Regions from separate parts of the Capra hircus genome. Here region 2 is linked to region 1. Evidence: chromatin contacts called from public Hi-C data. All regions are on one chromosome and are shown on one strand. Each heading gives the region's core, a stretch centred on a gene start, on an enhancer-like site or on the middle of the called end of the contact. The rest is flanking DNA. Distances are from core to core; before and after follow the strand shown.

Region 1 (7,332 bases), core at 2,011-4,510:
CTCAACTGGCTATTGTACTTCTCCATCAAGGCCAAGGGCACCATCTAGTGGCCACACTCTGACATTAACACAGTCAAAGAAAGATGGAAGGAAATGGTTTCCTCCACTAGTTTTCCACTTCTGTGCATCAAGTTGGAGCATCTGCATTATTGACTCTTGTAGTCAAGAAGAATAGGAGCCTGGAAACATTAAGGGCTGAACAGGGCTTTGGAACGAGACAGACCCAAGTTCACCCCAGATTCACCATTTACTAACTATGTGACTTTGTAAGCTTGAGTCTCAGTCTTCTCATTTGTAAAACAAAATACCACCACTGACCTGAGAGGGTTATCATGGCGATATCAATAAAAATTTGGCAACACAAAGCACTTCCTCAGTAACTACTGGTTCCTTTCCCTATTCCTTCATGTAGCCTAAAACCACGTGGGTGTCTTGCTTTTTTTTCTTTTTAAAAAAACACATCCATGCCACTGTGTTTAACTTCTTTTGTCTATAAACTACAGTAAAGGTAAATTCCCTAAAATGTATTCCTTATTTTTATAATTACATGAAATCAACAAGAAGCATTTTTTGAGTACCTACTTACAATGTACCATGCATTTGTGACACTGGGTGTGAACTCACTAGTGGGCAGAGAAACAGACTACTTAACACGTAATATCATCTAAAAGTCCTTTCATGGCTATAAGTGACAAACGGAAGAGGATCAAATCTGTTAGAAGGATGTGGGTGGTTGGTTGGTTAGAAGGATGAAGGATGGTTAGAAGGAATGCTTCATGAAGAATCACCATTTGAAAAGTCTCTTAAAAGATGAGCTTGGTCACCATGTCCTGCCCGCCATCTGCCACACATGGTGGGATACTGCTTCAAGAACTTGCTTCAGACTTGTGCGCGCAGACAGTGTCCACTGTCAGGGCTGCCCAATGTGTGCCAGGCTGACGCATGGTCACTTTCCAGGAGGGAAGCAAGGTGACTTCAGCTGAGGATGACCTGACTGACAGGCTGCAGGAGATGATATCTCAGGCCTGCTGCAACCATGGGCTGATCCGTGAGTACAGCCTCTACCCCAGGAAGAGACTGGTCTCGTACACCGTCATCCTGGTCTTCGGCACTACCATATCAAGTTTCCGGGCAGTCTGTGGGCCTCCCTGATGCGCCTGCACCCCAGTCCCAGCTGGGCAGAGAGCCTGGTCCATGTGCACTTCGAGGAGGAGACTGGCATCGCTGAGCTCATCGTCCTGTGCCTACCCACATCAGGACTACCTCTACTTCACGTGCAAGATACACAAGGCCAAGTCCAAATGGGCGCTGGCTCTGCCCACCATGGTCACAGTACTCGGATCACTGCTGACATCTGTGGGGCTCTGCACACTCTTTGGCCTGATGCCCACCCTCAACAGTGGTGAGGTTTTCCCCTACCTTGTGGTGATCACTGGGCTAGAGAACGTGTTGGTGCTCACCAAGTCAGTGGTCTCCACCCCAGTGGATCTCAAGAGGAAGCTGTGCATTGCCCAAGGCCTAAGCAGAGAGAGCTGGTCCATCATGGAAACCATGGTCACAGAGCTGGGCATCATCCTCGTTGGCTACTTCACCCTCATGCCTGCCACTCAGGAGTTTTTATTGCTTTGCCGTTGTGGGCCTGGTGTCTGACTTCTTCCTTCAAACGCTGTTTTTTAGCACTGTTCATTGACATTTGCTGGATAGAGCTGGCAGATATGAACAAGCGGCTGCCCCCTGAGGCCTGACTGACCCCGGCTAAGCCAGTGGCATGGCCAACACGCCTTGAACGACAGTTGTCCACACCCCACGCCATCATGCTACAACCATTCTCCTTCCAAAACCTGTGGTTCCCCAAGAGGCTGCATGCAGTCTGCTTCCCGGCCTGAACCTGCCTAACACAGCACCTGCCATGGCCGGCACTGAGGTCTTGACTGGTATCCTGGTGTACACAGACCTAGCTGCCCAGGTGACAGAACAGGGTTCTCTGGGTGACAGCACCCTGGCTCCCCTGTCTGTACCCAGTGATGTGGTGTCCTTCAGCCAGCCAGATCCCACCTCCATCTTCCCACCTGACACCTCTAAGTCACCCAAGAATCAGACATGGCTGGGGGAGCTGCCCAGCAGGCCCAATGGTCCACCTGAGGGTGTCCACGACAGCGCAGCCCCAGAGTAACCTGGGGGCCTGAGGATGAGGAACATTGGAGGAGACCATCCTTCGGGCACTAGCCAACACTCTTCAGCTACTACATCATCACACTGACCCAGAGGGACGTCAACCTGCTGCCTGTCATCCCTGTCACACCTCCCGCCCCAAACCCAACGGAAGCCTCTGGAGGGGCAGCACCCTCAGGACACCCACAACCCCTGGCTTCCACCATGGCCTGGGCAGAATGGGCTCTGGGAGGCTGGTCTCAGGGGGGCAGACACAGTGCATGCACACAGAGACATCACCCTGCACAAGGTGGGGGAGCTCAGTGAGGCCTCGGGCATCATTGTGCTGCTGCTGCTCTGCCTGTACGGCATGCTCTGCCCGAGTAACTATAAGTAGCCTGGTGCAGGACCCTGGCAGACCCATGGTATGGGGTGCTGGCCTGCAGTGACTACAGCTACAGGCCACCTGAGATGGAGATCGTGCCCCTGGTGCTGCATGGGCACCTCATGGACATTGAGTCTCTGGCCAGCGATGGGATGCTGCTGATGAGCTGTTGCTTGGCAGGCCACAAGTATGTATGAGATGCACACATTGGAGACAACCTCACCAGCATCCGGCGCCCAGGCGGGCAGCATCATGACAGTGGTGTTGGCAATGAGCTCGAGGCTCAGGAGAGCTGGGAATGGCTGTCAGACAGCAGGAAGGGTGGCCAGAGCGGCCCGGGGACAGTCCTCCACTACAGCACCATCACAAGGCCCTCCGCCACCTCCCTTCTTTGGGGATCTGTCAGACCTCACCTGTTTGATCTCACCAACTTCTCAGCATAGCTGCAGCTCCCAAAGCTAACTGAGCCTGAGTCCTAGCACTTGGTGGGCTGTTGCCCTGCTCAGGACTCCCCAGGAAATGATTTCAGCCGCCTGGTGCAGCCAGTATACTAGGAAGAGATTTGGAATGGCTCCTCTCCACACACGAGCCCTGCACCCACTCTGCCCCAGGCCCCTGAGGATGAGGGAGGCACTCCTCTCAGAACTTCCCTTTCCTCATCTGGTCCCCCAGCACAGACGGCCCTATGTGGAGCCTGGAGCTCAGGGCAATCCCATGGTGGTGGGTGGAGCAGTGGTCGGCTGGAGGTATGGGAGGCCATCGAGGGCACTCTGCACTGCAGCAGCGAGGAGGTCTCCTCCGGCAACACGGAGACAAAAGGACTGGCTGCCTGGCTCAATAGTTTCCTTGACTTCTCCTTGGAGACTCACACCTGCCCTCAGCTTCCTGCAGTTCCAAAGGGCCCCAAGGTAGGGCAGTCCCCCAAATTCCCCATGTACAGCAGCAAGGACACAGCGGCACTGACCCACAGTGCCCTGTGCACACCAGAAGCCCATCACAGCCTGGGGGCAGAGGCCAGGCACTATGTGACTGGGAGCCAGGACCACACACTGAGGGTGATCGGTCTGGAGGACTCAGGCTGCCTCTTCACTCTGCAAAGCCATTCAGAGGCCATCACGACTATGACCAGACCACAGTGCTAGTCAGTGGCAGGTAAGATGGGGCCATGTGCCTGTGGGACGTGTTGACTGGCAGCCAGGTCAGCCACACGTTCACTCACCGTGGAGATGTTACCTCCCTCCCCTACACCACCTCCCGCATCACCAGCCGTGGTCTAGATGACCTCGTCAGGATCTGGGACTGCAGCACAGGCATCAAGCTCTACTCCACTCAGCAAGACCTGGGTTGTGATGCAAGCCTGAGTGTCATTTCAGACAACCTGCTGGTGACCAGCGGCCAGGCTGTGCTTGCTTTACAGATCTAATCCATGGGGACCTGTTATACAGTCAGTGTACCTGGGGAAGAAGAGTGAGGCCCAGCTGGCCTGCCAGATCCTGTTGCTGAACAACACTACCATTGCTTAGAACTCTAGCAGCGAGCTTAGCTGAATGTACGTGCTCTCTGTACTGGAGAAGCTGGACTGAGGGTGGACCTCCCTGCCCACCTGCCTGGAGTGCTCTGCGGGGCAATGCACTGGACCTGGCCTGGAGAGAAGACCTGGCCTGTCTTTGGGAAGCTGCCTGTGAACTGTCCTGTCCTGCCTCATGATTGTAATGTTAAACTTTAAAAAAAAAAAAAAAAAAAAAGAAAATGATGAGCTCACCAGATAAGGGCACAGAATACTCCTGACATAGAAAAATATATGATACAAGGTTGAAGAAACAAAGTGTGGTGCGGTTAGAACATAGGATAGGATGGATGAATAGGCAGGAAGAGATCCGTGAGAGCTTGTTATGTTCCTTTGGAACCTAGATGATAGGTGCATTATCACTACCACCACTACCATCATCGTTCACAGCAGTTATCACTGCATGTGTACGATGTGCCAAACTCTGTACATACATAAGTGCTAAACCTCACAATCCTACAAGTTATATGTTATCTTCATAGAAGTTAAGAAATTTGCTCAAAGGTACAGAGTCAGTAAGAGCTATAGCTAAATGATATTCAGCTCCAGGTCTCTCTGATTCTACCACACCAGTGGTCCCAAACTTGGCTATACAACGCAATCACCTGGAGAAACTGTTTAAAAATAAAAGGTTCCAGACCCAGTTCTAAAACAGTATTATCACTAGAGAATGGAACTTGGAAATCTATATTGCAAACAAACTCTCCAGATGTTTCCTAAATAGAAAGCCAAATGGCAGTTCAGCTTCTTGAAAATAACACAAGGCCTCTTAAAACACACACACACACACACACACACGCAACTAATTAAAAGCCTAATTAAGTGCGTAATCCTCACAAAATTCCTCAAGGGTTATTATAATCCCCACTTAAAAGAAGAGAAAACTTAAGGTCTGGAGAATTACCGATTGCTTCCCTCTTCCAGTCAACAAAGCAAAGAGCAAAAATAAGATTCAAACACAGGTATAACGAGCTCTTCTCAAGTCATGCTGTGTGGCAGAATTCTAAAATACCACCCCGCCCAATGACCCCGTCCCTGTTTTTCTCTCCTCCCCTTTGAGTGTGAGTGGAAATTGCAAATATGATGAGAAGTTACTGCAGGGATTATGTTACAGGATGAGTAATCACTGAAGTGATTACATGGCAAAAGGGAGATTATCTGGTGGGTATAACCTATTCTAATCATATAAGACTTTTTAAAAGCAGTGTTTTCTGCAGCTGGTAACAGAAAGGAGAAGTCAGAGAGGCTTAAAGCACTAAAAGACTTCCATGTACCATGCTGACTTGAAGATGGAGGGGCCACAGGACAAGGAGTATGCATAGCCTCTAGAAGTTAAGAGCAGATCTCAAGCTGACAGCCAGCAAGAAAATGAGGACCTTGGTCCTTTAATCACAAAGAACTGAATTCTTCAACAACCTGAATGAACCTGGAAGCGGACTCTCTCCTGTAGTCCCTCAGAGCCTCCAGATAAGAGCCCAGCTTGGCTAACAAGATTTCATCAAGGAGAGAACCTTTCTAAGGTGTTTGATCTACAGAACTGTAGATTAAAAAACTGTAGATTTAAAAAATGTTTTTTTTAATTGTGGTAAAGTACACATAACATAAAATTTACCATTTTAATATTTTTAAGAACATTCACATTGTTGTACAACCATCCTAACCGTCCATTTCCAGAACTTTTTCATCTTCTCAAACTGGAAACTCTGTATCCATTAAACAAGAAATCTCTAATCTTCCTAGCCTCAACCCCTGGAAGCCACCATTCTATTTTCTGTTTCCATGAATTTGACAACTCCAGGTACCTTATATAAGTAGAATCAAACAGTATTTGTCATTTTGTGACTGACTTAATTCAGGTAGCAAATGCCCTTAAAGTTCATCCATGTTGTAGCATGTGTCAGAATTTCCTTTCTTTTTAAGACTAAACACTATTCCATTGTCATGGATATTTCACATTTGTTTATCCATTCATCCATCAAATGGACACTAGGGCTGCTTCCGTGTCTAGACTATTGTAAGTAACAATAGTTGCTCACAATAGGTGCTGCTGCTTTTGCAAACAGCACCTATGTATACAAATATCCACTCAAGGCTGTGCTTTCAATTCTTTTGGGTATATACAGACATTTATATATATGTAAATGAGTGTTGTTTTAAGTCCATTATTATGAACATTGAGTAAGTAAAAGGAAATAATCAAGCATTTATTTATCCTGTTTGAATTGTAGCACTGGGTAACCACATAACTGATGAAGTGTTTCCTTATATGATTATTTCTGATAAAAATTTAAACAAAATGATAAAATATAATTTTACAAATGGATCTAGGTACTGCATCAACAGTTGGTAATATCTGGGAGTTCCCTGGTGGTCCAGTGGTTAGGACTCAGCAACTTTCAGTGTCGTGACCCAAATTTAATCCCTGGTTAGGGAATTAACATCCTGCAGCCAAAAAAAAAGTTGCTAATACCAATGAAGAGCAAAAACCAGACATTGCCTCCTAATAAAAGAACACAACATCGCCTAAAGTCTTGCCAAAGGGATCAAACCTAAGTCTGACTCAGTCTCTGGATCAGCTGCCAATATGTAGGAAAAGCAGAGACAGGAACATGCTGAACTGCACCAGTATGCAATCGATAAAACCTACACTATGGAAAACTCCTACAGGTCAAAGGGCCTGGAGTCTTCAACAGACAAATTGCAAACAAAAGATATCAATTTTTTTAAATGGGCAAGATAAAATGTAGAATTTAGGAAAGCAAATCCAAGAAGTGGTTCCTATAAAACAAGAGTGGTTACTTTAGGAGACAGGGAGTGGGCTGCAATTTGAATGGGACACACAGACAGGCTTCCACAGTAACTGGCCAAATTCTACTTCTTAACCTACAAGGTAGTCACGAGGTTTAATAAATAATTAAGCCATATTTAAAAGAAAAAAACTGTGCATTAAATGTAACAATCCAGATTGAATTCAACTGAAGAGCTGTCTCACTACAGCTCTGCCAAAGTCTCACTACTGAGTCTATCTTAAGCCAAGAAAGCAGCTAATACCAGACTGAGCGGTGACTGAGGTCAATAACAAGTGCTTAGAAAAGCAATTAAACCAAGAAGGCAAAAGCAAAAACCAAAGGAAAGGGGAAAAATAGCCAAGAGTACAATAAGCTGAATTTTCAAAAATCTTTATGCTGTCATATATACACCATCTGTTCAAAACAAGCCTGTCTCATTT
Region 2 (7,332 bases), core at 1,664-4,163, 120 kb before region 1:
ACTACTCTATTTCTGGACTTCTCATTTCCTGAGATAGCAAAACTAGTATTGTTCAAGATACAATTAGGTGGCTCTTCCATTATTGGAGACCAAACCCAACCAAGGTAGAAGGTGTAGAAAAGAAATATAAACATCAATATCTAAAATGAAGCCTTATTTCTCAAATTTGAAGCAACAATTCTGCTCCAACAATTATGCAATCAATCTAACGCTCAATGAAAAAATTCTAGAGGCAAGCTCCTGCAAATATTCTCTTACCTAGAACTTCCCCAGAAAGTATGTTTGTTGCACAAATTAATGCTATCCTTGTGCTTCTGTTCTTAAATTTGGGGTAAAAATTTTTATTATACATACTTACTAGAAAGTATTATGGTTTAGTTTATAGATTTTGAAATCTACAACCAGATTAGAATCTCAGTTCTGCCACTTAATAGGAAGGACTTAGCCAAATTACTTAATCTCTGTGAGCTTTAATTTCTCATCTATAAAATGAAGTTAACCACCACCACCAATTCTGCAGTGCTATGGTGAGAATTAGGTGAAAGGAGAAGGCTTCTAGCAGAGTGGCAGGGATATACACAGGCACCTATATACCAGTCTCCTGTATCAAGCAGGCATTCTGTTTAGAGCAAGTTTAAATTCAAATTCAAATCCAGAACCATAATAATTTTATGGCTCAATGTATATCATACAATTTCCCATTCATTACCTGTTCCAATATCCATTTTGCATATGCAAAACCCAAAGGCTATAGAGGAAGGAACCTGCTCAAGGTCACAGAGTTAGGTAATAGTAAAAGTTGGATGTAAGCACAGATCCTCCAACCCCGAGATCAGAACTCTGCTCATTTTGATTCTATGCATACTACACTGCTTTGCGTTTTGTCCAACTACTAACCAAGCCCAATACTACCCCACGCTTTCTCCCAATAAAATCCAAACCATAATCTATACATACTATCCCTAGGAAATTACCCTAGTTTTACTTATGTTATCTGTTTATAAAATTTTCAGTTTACTCAGGTAAATATATAAAAAGACAACAGTATAAATAGAAATTACGTCATCATACTACATGTGCAGATACACTCACCATACAATCACTGAGAATCTACATATATACATTAACAGCAAAACCAAATTTCATTCTTACCTTCGTAAGATCCATTCCAAGTCTAACCTGTGACAACAGATGCATGATAACACTCTTGTGCTCTTCCACCGACCCTGCCTCCCCTTCGTCATCTCTATCATCATGTGAATCGAACAGGTCTAAAATAAAACGAATCTTCTTAGACTGGTGTTACACTGGGCCAATCTGCGCTGTTACCAGTATCGTAAATAATTTTTTTCAAACAAATACTTTTAAGGAAATCAAGTAAAAATTCTCAAAGGCTGCTTACCAGCATCGCTTGTTCCATTGGACATGGAAGAATTAAGTGATTCCGTGGTATCTGGACGCTTTAGACTATTTCCCGAGCTGCTGTGTGTCAAGACTGAGGCAGATCCAGAGGAACTAAAAAATATTAATCACCTTCTTAAGCTTTTTAAGGAAGCAATTTAAAATCACAGTAAGACGTTAACCTATAAAGCTACTTAAAACCAGTATATGCAGATAACTGACAGAAACAAACTAGACCTTTAAAGTTAGCTGGTTATATACATATATATGCTTGATTCTCTCCCCATCAGCTTCATGTTTTTTGCATGGTGTAAGCTCACATGTTGAAAGGCCATGAAAAATTAGTAAGATTTTGCCTCTTCATATAAATTTAAAACTTGAATTCATTTTCCAAATTTGTTTCCTTGCATAAATGTAAGTATGTCGTAATTCTTGGCAACAATTTCCAGAACCTCAAAAATGATAAATCTATTAATTAGTCTCAGAAAGATGTTATTTTTGAGATCCTTTGAAAAAGCTTACACAGGTTTTTCCTAGTCAATAAAAACCATATTTGAAATTAAAAAAATAAAAAAGTACATTAACTTTTACAAGTAAATTTATGGTAAGTGGTATTATGAGCTGATTAACAGGGTCTAAAGAAAGCTCCCTCTATTATATAGCTCTGATCATAACCTACCCAGGACTAGTATTTGTACATTAATAAAAGAATGATCTAAGTTTACTTATTAAGGGTAAAAATAGAAACCAAATTTCTCATACTGCAGATATTATTTATAAAATGGTACACACATTAAAGTCTTTTATTGCAAATTTATAGATGCAAAACACCACTGTTCTTCAGTTGCTAAGTTGTGTTCGACTCTTTTGTGAACTCCATACTATAGCCCACCAGATAGGCCACTCTGTCCGTGGGATTTTCTAGGCAAGAATACTGATGTAGAATATCATTTCCTTCTCCAGCAAAACACATTATATATTCTAATTTAAACATAGTTTGCCTTGATTACTTTCTTTTGATTTCTTATTTAATGATAAGTGTGATATTTTTAAAGAGCAATTTTAGGTTCAGAGCAAAACTGAGCAGAAAGTACAGAATTCCCATATGTACAACTTCCCCACTATCAACATACTGCACTTGGTAGTACATTTGTAGCAACTGATGAACCTACATGACATGGCATTATCACTGAAAGTCCATAGTTTACAGTAGCGTTCACGCTTGGTCTTGTACATTTTATGCATTTTGACAAAAGGATGTCAATAAGTGCTCATCATTGTAGTTATTGCAGAGAATAGTTTCATTACCCTAAAAATCTTCTGTGCTCTGCCTGTATCAGAACATGAGTTCACAGAGAAGTTATCATTACGACAGGTCTTTAGAAACTGAACGGCGGGAAGGACTTAAGCTTTCAAATTCTCTTCCTTCAGGGAGAGAAACTGTAGATAGAGACTCGAGAGCTAGAAAACTAGTGGTAGCGGCTGATGACCAGCAGGTGGCACACAAGCTCAATGCCTACAGACACGAGACAGACAGCATCAGTATAAGAATGGTGGTGATGGTGTAATTGCCAAGTTGAGTCTGACTCTTGCGACCGCATGGACTGTAGCCTGCCAGGCTCCTCTGTCCATGGGATTTCCCAGGTAAGAATACTGGAGTGGGCTGCCATTTCCTTCCCAAGGGTATCTTTCTGACCTAGGGATCGAACCAGTGTCTCCTACATTGAAGGTGGTCTCCTGAATTGCAGGCAGCTTCTTTACTGCTGACCAACCAGGGAAGCCTAAACATGCGAACAGGGTCAGGGGGGCTTCCCAGCAGTAAAAGAATCTGCCTGCAATGCAGGAGACCAGGTTCGATCCTTGGGTTGGAAAGATCCCCTGAAGGAGGAGATGACAACCCACTCCGGTATGTATTCTTGCCTGGAAATTAGACAGAGCCTGGCGGGGTAGTCCATGGTATCTCAAAGAGTCAGACATGACTGAGCACTCCCCATTCCATAAGAAAATGGAGACCTTGAGCCAGCATAGTCAATCTGAAGGGATTTAAACTCCATTAAAAAAAAAAAAAGTCAACAAACACTGTGCTGGCCAAATTAAATAACTATAGTCCCTACTAGTTTTGGAATCTAGATTAAGGCATATAAATAAGGAAGCATGAAGGTTCATAGATCATATGTTTGTTATGAGGTGGGTACTGGGAGAGCACAGAGAAGGAAGTTTCTAAGGAGAAAAAAGAAATGCCTATGAGCCTGCAGGTAACTTTGTAAACATGCCTATTACAGGTACAACAGGTAAGCAAGCATTTAAAATTTAAGGAGTACCCCTAAAACGGCCCAGAGGCTATCAGTGATGTAGTAAGGAGGCTAACCATATCATCATCAAGCTTTTAATAAATATAGTTAGGTTTCTAGAGGATACTCAATTCATTTTGATACTCAATTTGTACTATGTTTCAAGTAATGGCTAACGTCCCATGAAGGAGACTTTCTTTAATTCTTTTTAAGGAAACAATGATTTAACACTTCAGAAATCAATAATAATCTTTATTTTGGAATTTCCTCCCAAATGCCTGTTTTCTTTTAACCTATTATAAAAATTCTTTTTCAAAATTAAAGTGAAATTTTTATTGGCAAACTGTTAAATGCTCTTGTAATAGTTTACTGCCCACATATAAACATTAAGAAACCAACATGCTAAACCTCTTTCTGCTAAACTAGTCTTCTTGAATTGTGGGCTCAAATCTCTCTTCCTCTCATGTTTGTAACAGTATGTATTCACCTAATGGCATATATTTTACGTTTCTCACATTCAAATGTTGAATTTGATCTACTATGTAACAAAACTTCCCGAATTAATATAGTCATTTTCCTTATTAATTTTGAGATTCTGAACAGTTATGGTACAATTACACATGATACTGTATTTCTCAGTTCATGTGCAAACTTAAGAGAACTGAAGTGCTACACAAGATTTCTTATTAAAAGAAACCAAGGATCAAGGTCTAAGTTTGGCTGATGGTACTCAGCTTGGAAATTCACATATAATCTGTGACCAAATCCCAAATTCCAAATCTGTACTGTATTTCAAAGCAAACCCCAAACTGCAACAATAGCACTTACTCTTAAAAAATACCCAACAAAAAGCAAGCCAGTTACATCTACAACAAATATAGAAACATTAAAGCAAATAAATGTTAATTTGCTTTCTGTAACAGCTATCGCTTACGGCATACTTACTATACATGCCAGACGTTACTGTAAGCACTTGATTGACATTACTGTCATCTACGTGTTCACAACAACTCCTTGAATTTGAAACTATTATCATCCTCAGTTTACCAACAAGGAAACTGAGGATTACACAGGTTAAATAACTTGACCAAGATCACATACCTGTAAAGCAAAGCAGATTTAGAACCTATCATTTCTTTCTAAGATTCCAGAATCCAAAGTTGAATCACAGCAACCTATATACTACCAGGGATAAAAAGGACTTTGCTGACTGGCTATCAAAGTGGGCTTCTCTGATAGCTCAATTGGTAAAGAATCCGCCTGGCACTGCAGGAGACCCCAGTTCAATTCCTGGGTCGGGAAGATCCGCTGGTGAAGGGATAGGCTACCCACTTCAATATTCTTGGGATTCCCTTGTGGCTCAGCTGGTAAAGAATCTGCCTGCAATGTAGGAAACTAGAGTTTGATCCCTGGGTTGGGAAGATCTCCTGGAGAAGGGAAGGGTTATCCACTCCAGTATTCTGGCCTGAAGAATTCCACGGATTGTATAGTCCATGGGGTCGCAAAGAGTGGGACACAACTGAGTGACTTTCACTTTCTTTAACTATTATGTAAGTGACTTCATGTGTAAAGAAAGGCCTTTTCTGTACAATGGAACACACCTAGCTTTGATCTGACAGTGTAAAATAGGTCAAATATCTCCTAATAAAAGAAAATCTACCATCACTGCCAAAATCTGCCTACTTTGTATCTTTGGAGTCCACATGCTTCCCTCCATTCCTATGCTATGACCGTAGCTCAGGTTATCAACATTTCTCAATTTCCTACCCAGCTTTGGCTGGTCTTCCTACACATAATGCATTCCCACTGTACTCAATTCTGTTCAATTTAGGCATATTTTTCTTATCTATTTTTCTAAAAGGTAGACCTGACCAGCAGCTGCCATCACTTGCGAGAAAATGTTCAAAATTCATAAAAGGCTAAAAGGACTCCTTCATGACCTGGCCCTTGTCAACTTCTCCTGTATCCTGTATCTTCTTAACCACTCCCCACAACTTATAACCACTCAGCCATGCTCACTAGCTTATAACTTCTCAAAGAAACCAAGCCCCTGCTCCCCACAGGCCTTTCTTATTAGGGTTCCAGCTCCATGAGAACAACATTTCCCATTTCCCCCCTCCTCTTCTCACCCCCATGACCCTTCTCTCTCATCCATGTCTCATCTTAGGATCACATTCCCTCCGTCCTCCGTGAATCCTTTCTTGACTTCTCAGAACTTCAAAACGCTCCCAATTCTTCCTGGGCTTATTCTTACAAAGCATATTTCACACTACATTATAAATGTCTGTTTTCCCCATAAAAGACTATGTTCCTGAGGGGAAGGATTGGCCCTTGTTTCACTTCTGTATAAGGTGGCGCTAGTGATAAAGAATCCGCCTGCCAATGAAGGAGACACAAGAGACATGGGTTCAATTCCTGGGTCTGAAAGAGCCCCTGGAGGAGGACATGGTAACCTGCTCCAGTATTCTTGCCTGGAAAAATCCATGGACAGAGGAGCCTGGCAGGCTTACAGTCTATGGGGTCCAAAGTCCTGAACACATCATTCCTCTACCTGGCTAGTACAGAGCCTTACTTATAGGTACCTGAATACCTTCACTCTAATACAAAACTAGTAGTAGTAACCTCCCTCTTACATGAATAATTCCTAGCATCCTCACTTTCAGTGGACCCTCTCCTAGTGTTGGTTCTACAGAAATAAGGCCCAAAGTTCACCGAACAACACTGGCATGTTACCACAACTGATGCTAACTTATTCCATTTGAATTAAATCAGAAGTAAAATCAACATTCTCACAGAACTAGCCTTGCTCAGTAAGTCAACTGAAAATAAGCTGTCTTTTACATTTTTTCCAAATAATTTTTAAAGGAGCTTGTCATTAACACCAGTTTCAAAATCAAATCACATTTTTAAAAATCAGGAGACTCATTTCAATACAGTTAGTTCACCTACTCACTCTATTAAGCGCTTTGGTGATGAGCCACTCTGATGAAATTCATCTGCATCATAGAATTCATCTTCACTGCTAGAGTAAGAGAACTCTGGGACTGTGTTTGGAGACAAGTTGACATGGCTTGGAGAAGTCAGACTGCTACTAGGGGGTGAGTGGCCACTGCCTAGAAAGTTAAAATAAGTTTTAAATTAGACAATGTTGGTAATAGAAAGGAAGATATTAGGAAGATGGGGTCAAAGCAGACCTACTAAAATCAAGAAAAGATTTAAGTTGGCAGAGAAGTCCCTAGACTATTTGTAAAGAAAATCAACATTTAAACTAGACAAACAAAAAGGCAAATCACATTACAGAATGGGACGCAGCCTTCTAAATAAATGAAAAAATGCTATGTCCCTTTGATAATCATCTGGGGTTCATTGCTTAGTAATAAAAAATAACAATGAAAGTATCAAACAGAACAGTGAAGTATTGAGAGCAATTTAAAAAGTATTTACTGAGCATCTAAGGACTCTCAGGCAATTTATGCCAAACTGCTACCAATGTCTGGTGGAGAGTAAAGTCACTGCTGACAATTTAAAAGCCAATGCCACACTTCCAGAAGAAACAAGAACAGCAGCAATAAAAATGAATCCAGAGCCCACTCATGGATTTTTAGCCCATTCCACGGTCTACACTTCAACAGTTAACAGA

The links. A called contact is a pair of places that touch in the nucleus more often than the background predicts.
Region 2: a contact with region 1 is called in a Hi-C map of liver, with 4 times the contacts expected there. The contact joins two enhancer-like sites. A contact is called at or near these places in 4 of 5 Hi-C or Micro-C datasets (blood and liver).

Annotation. Positions count from the first base shown.
Region 1 is chr3:26,127,564-26,134,895 of ARS1.2, reverse strand. All of the region lies in intron 2 of OSBPL9 (oxysterol-binding protein-related protein 9), which reads right to left. It also overlaps the pseudogene LOC102176289. Among named protein-coding and RNA genes, the nearest start is that of OSBPL9, 33 kb to the right of the region's middle. Within about 2 kb of position 3,260, at least 1 of the 5 cell types and tissues checked has an H3K27ac peak or open chromatin away from gene starts, as enhancers often do.
Region 2 is chr3:26,245,537-26,252,868 of ARS1.2, reverse strand. OSBPL9 (oxysterol-binding protein-related protein 9) reads right to left here. Exons shown (of 24, transcript XM_005678430.3): 12 at 6,646-6,805; 13 at 1,403-1,515; 14 at 1,153-1,271. Among named protein-coding and RNA genes, the nearest start is that of NRDC, 130 kb to the left of the region's middle. Within about 2 kb of position 2,913, at least 1 of the 5 cell types and tissues checked has an H3K27ac peak or open chromatin away from gene starts, as enhancers often do.